Regions from separate parts of the Zea mays genome. Here region 2 is linked to region 1. The links are chromatin contacts, called in public Hi-C maps. All regions are on one chromosome and are shown on one strand. Each heading gives the region's core, a stretch centred on a gene start, on an enhancer-like site or on the middle of the called end of the contact. The rest is flanking DNA. Distances are from core to core; before and after follow the strand shown.

What was found. A called contact is a pair of places that touch in the nucleus more often than the background predicts.
Region 2: a Hi-C map of leaf shows a contact between it and region 1, with 7 times the contacts expected there. The contact joins the promoter of LOC118476959 here to the enhancer-like site in region 1. A contact is called at or near these places in 6 of 25 Hi-C or Micro-C datasets (bundle sheath, leaf, leaf mesophyll and 1 more).

What each region holds. Positions count from the first base shown.
Region 1 is chr4:154,721,912-154,724,555 of Zm-B73-REFERENCE-NAM-5.0, forward strand. No RefSeq gene overlaps it. Among protein-coding and RNA genes, the nearest start is that of LOC114108589, 57 kb to the right of the region's middle. Within about 2 kb of position 1,345, at least 15 of the 20 cell types and tissues checked have an H3K27ac peak or open chromatin away from gene starts, as enhancers often do. A contact at or near this core is called in bundle sheath, leaf, leaf mesophyll and 1 more, where this site is marked.
Region 2 is chr4:154,860,731-154,863,374 of Zm-B73-REFERENCE-NAM-5.0, forward strand. It overlaps LOC118476959, which reads right to left and starts at 1,298. Exons shown (of 2, transcript XM_035967362.1): 1 at 773-1,298. The coding sequence starts at 1,283.

The sequences.
Region 1 (2,644 bases), core at 95-2,594:
AACTTCCCCCTCAATTTAAAATCACCATCAAACTTCTTAACCTACAAAGAAAGATCATTAAAGCTAGACAATTTCTCAAACATTTCCACATCATATTACATATTCTCAAATTCCCATCTTGTTTAACTCTTCCACCATGAAACAAATGGTCTAAAATATCCATCTACTAAATCATTCGAGCAAACTACATCAATTCTTCAAAATTATTCTAAGAAATATAATCTAAACTAACTACCCAACTAAATATAACCTAAACATTGTTACTACATAAAACCTAAATATAACATAGATAATTAACACATGCATATAATCTAAAAAAACTAAGGGATGTTTAGCTTCTAGGAATTAATTTTTAGTCCCTCCATTTTATTTCATTTTAGTTCTTAAATTGCTAAATACGGATAAAATGGAATATAATGGAGAGACTAAAAATTAGTCGTTAGAAACTAAACACCCCAAAAATATAACTTACCGTTAAAATTACTAGCTAAAATTTCTGACAGTTATGGTAACCTAAAAATATGTCACATGCAACTAGTAGATGTGCACATAAAATAGAAGGCGGACTCACAAGTTTATAAACGTAATCTATCAACCTAAACTACTTTGCTTATATGTCCAAGTTAGATTTTACTTCAAAAATTAGGCAGAAGTATCACGTTGCAGTTGCAGCCTACCGTGCTAACCGGTCTGGCGTGATACGGCAGTGTGGTTGTGCTAAAAAAATTAGCATGGCCAAACAAGTTAGATTTGGAAATAAATTTACAATAGAATTATTTATTAAAAATATTTTAAAAATAAAAATTATAAAATTCCCTACCGCGAATTTGTTGCGATGTAACTTTGGGTTGGGTGTGTTTGATTAGAAGCGGGGGAGAATAGAGTGGTTCTATTCCAATTTTCTGGATGTTTGATTTCCAACAAAATAAGAGTGAAACGACTCCTGGATCTTCATATAAAAATTTACTATAAGTAGTTGAAATGCTTCCGCTCCACAAAAACGACCAATGCGAGCGCTCTCCCGGACGTGAGCGCTCTCTCTCCTCTCCTTCCCTCTACACTCATACGACTCTCTAACCAAACAAAGAATGGAACAACTCTGCTATATTCTAATTTTCAACCAAACAACAAATGGAACGGTTGTGTTCTTCTTGCCAAACGCAGAATAGAACAGCTTCATTCTCAAATGCTGAAATGAATCTATTCTATTCTATTTGACTCTTCAAACAAACGCACCTAAGTTAATGTTAACAGGTCGACGAATGGACCAAAATAGAATCAGGTGTCTGGGCTGCCACATGCAAGCCCATGGAGTACACACACAGAGAGAGAGAGAGTATTTGGGCAAGAATAGCTAAACCCATTAGTGCCTTGTTTGGGTGGGTCAAAGTTTCAGGCCAGTTCACGTGATTGGGCCAATGGCTCGACCCATTTGCCTCTCCTCCAACGATTGGAAAGATAGAATTTTCTCTATCAACTATAAAATCAGATATAGCTCCTCTTTCATCACTTAAAATCAAACATATGACCTTCCTAGTTGTTTGTCTCGATGATTTCACCCCTTTTCTTTTATGCTAACTTTGGTTGTTGTTTTTTTTTTGAAAAAACTATAGCAAATAACAGAAGATCATAAAAAAATTAATTTTATTGAACTTCACATGAATAGGTCTATACAGAGAACATACGATACTGTATGATTTAGTAAAAAAAATACTATAGATTAAGATATATGCTGTTCTATAATTAATTTATAGTTAGAGTTTCTATGGTCCAATTAATGTGATTTTTTGTTAAGATGTAGTAAAAATAAATAGATATATAACTTAGTAATACACGACACAATAAACATGAAAATTTCACTACAACTCAAACATACAGTGAATAGCGCACCATAATTTTTTTAGCACAACTGGACTATAGAAATTATAGTTACAAATCATTTACAAAATATAGAATCAAAGCTACAAAAAAACTTCATAATAAAGCATACCCTATAACTCATGTGGAGTTCAATACAAATATCATACTCACTAAATCATGTATGACCGAGTTATCGAAAGCATATATCTATAAATTAACAAAAACTTTATACTAAAGCATAATATATCATATGTTCAACAAAATTATATTTTCTTTTTTTATAATATGTTTATAATTTACTATATATTTTTTAAAAGTATTTAACCTAAATAAGTATAAAAAGTAGAAGCACTGAGACAAACATGCAGCGAGGTCATCCGTGCGGGTTTTAGAGGGTGTTGCTTCACTTCACAAAACTTTACTCAGCTTCAAAAACAACAACCAAACACCTCAGCTTCAAGAACTCTACTTCGCCAAAAAATGATAAAGTTGGGATTAACTTCAAGTTTTTCACAAAGCATAAAAAGGGATGCTTCACAAAAAATCTTTTTCAATAACCTTGTGAAGTTGAGGAGTAATTACCCACCATTGCCATCCATTACATAAGAAACTCTTCGTCCTTTCCTTTTTTTTCCTCCACGTCTTATCTCCTATCTCTTCCGCATGCAGGAGCTTTGTTTCCCCTCCATCTCCGTGTTTGCATATGGAGCCGCCTCCTTGGATGCGGGCGTCGTCGAGCATAAGCAATCGGAAGTGGATGCACTCGACGCTGCAGCAGGCGTTG
Region 2 (2,644 bases), core at 48-2,547, 140 kb after region 1:
AGGTTTTATGTGTTTGATACAAGATTAATTAAGACATAAATTTTAATATAGTTTGCATGTCAAAACAGAGAGAGACACTATGTGATGAACAGTAATATTTCAAAATTACAGAAACTAGAATGGGTCAATTTGGACTTAATATGAATTTTCTAGGAATTTTACAAGTTTCTGCAATTAATTTCATACTAAAAATCAATTTCCTTAATCATCTATTCCTTTTTACTGACTTCTGGACTGCGCACATGATTTAAACAAAACATAGGGTTCACTGCACAAATAACCCTAAGACTCATAGTTCCACTGATAGAACTGCGGGTTGAATCTCAATAAACCCAGGGACTCTTATGGAAGTGTGGCTTGGCAAAAGGGTATTTTGAACTTTGGGCCGCAGGATCGCACACCAACGGTGTGTATTAGATCGGCCCCGGGCCCGAACCGATACTCGCTCGCAGTCGTCGGATACAGATCCGACGGCCCAGACTATCAAGTGATCGCGATCGATCCACAAGCAAGAGATCGGAATCAGACGGACCAAGCTATTCGGACGAAACACTACCCTCGGATCTAATCTGCGTCGTAGATCTCACGATCGACGGCCAGAAACTCGTCGTCTACCTCAGCCATCCCGACCTGCGGCGCCTTCGTGCAAACCTAGATGCGGTGGACGCCATCGCCGGACTTCCGGATCCCGCGATCTAGCGCACTATCCTCCACTCTACGGGGTGCTACACAATCGAAGGGGGCTAGTGAACATGGCGCAAGGAGTACTCACCGGAGATGGCGCGCACAGGAGACCGGTCCGCGGTGAAGTGCGGATTGGCGCGGTCGCGGAGCTTTGACGAGAAATTGTCATCGGTGTGAGGATGATTTTCCCCCGCCGCACGAGCACACACCCGGTGGTACGATGACGCCTCCTGGCCCGATTCCCGGACCCCAACGGCGATGAAGTCGCGATCCAACGGTGGTGACCGACTCTCCCTCACGTATGGCGAATTTTCCTCATACGACGACCACGGTGCAGGGCTTGATGAGGCGAGGAAACAGAGAGGGGTTGCAGCCGTCAGCTTATGCCCATGGAGTGGGTAGGGTGGTTGAGGGCGAGCTGCTAGCGCAGGCGGGATCCACGGCGATAGCTCTAGGTCGTTAGCGTGTGGGGAGGAAGAACGTGCAACAGCACGTACGAGCAGATGACAAGGTGGGCCCGCGTGCCAATGGAAGAAAAGGGAGAAGCGAGCGCCACGGAGACTGCTCGTGGGCTCGTGCGGTCGGCGCCAGGAGCTCATAGTGATTTGGGCTACGCGGGGAAGAAAGAGAGAATGGGCCGAAATAAGACCGAGCAGCCCAATTAGCTGTTTTCCTTTTTCTTTTGTATTTTTCCCTTTTCTTTTTGATTTTCTTATTTGAATCTCCAATTTAAATTTGAATCCTCTTATGAGTTTCACCTTTGAGTCAAATGTACAAATTCAAATCCTTGTGTAGGAATAATATATTTTTATATACTTATTTTTATTCACATAGTATTTTCTTTCTTCTCTTTTCTCAAATCCTAGAATTTTCTTTAGATATTAAATTTTAATTTGGGTATTAATATATTTCATTTTACATTATTTTTATATTATCACAAAATGCACACAAAATGAAACCTCGGCATGAAGCATATTTCATTTAGGTGTCATTAGTTACTTATAATCTTTGAATGGGATTATTCTCATGCTCAATTAAATAGAGGCAAAACACTCCTATTATATGATGTACAAATTTGGGTATTACAAATCCTACCCCCTTAACAAGAATCTCGTCCTCGAGATTTAGGAAGGACTAGGGAAAAGATGGGAAATTCTATCTGAAGCTCTTCTTCTCTCTCCGAAGTAGCTTAATCTTCTCCATGATGACTCCATTGCACTTTGCACATCTTTATCACTTTATTTCTTGTAACTCAAGTCAAAGTGTCAAGAATCTTGATAGGATACTACGTGTAAGTTAGATCACCCTAAACACTTAGCTCTTCCATTGGTAACTGTTCTTCAGGGACACGGAGACACATCTTAAGTTGAGACACGTGGAATACATCATACACATCAGATAGATTATCAGGTAGCTCGAGTTGGTATGCCATCTCCCCAACTCGCCTAAAAATTCTGAAGTGTCTAATAAAGCGAGGGGATAATTTGCCTTTGACTTCAAATCTCTTCATTCCATGAAGTGGTGACACCTTGAGGTACACATGATCACCTTCCTCAAACTCCAGTGGTCTTCTTCTATTATCAACGTAGCTCTTTTGCCTAGTCTGAGCTACCCTCAAGTTTTCCCGAATTATACAGACTTGTTCTTCTGCCTCTTGAATAAGTTCAGGCCCAAAGAACTGTCTTTCTCCAGTCTGATCCCAATATAGAGTAGTCCTGCACTTCCTGCCATATAAAGCTTCAAATGGTGACATCTTCAGACTGGCCTGGTAACTATTATTATATGAGAACTCAACATATGGTAGACTTTTATCCCAACTGCCTCCATGCTGAAGGGCACAAGCTCTCAACATATCTTCCAATACTTGATTAGTCCTTTCAGTCTGGCCATTAGTCTGAGGATGGTAGGCCAAACTAAAATTCAACTTCGTATCTAGATTCTCATGAAAACTTTTCCAAAA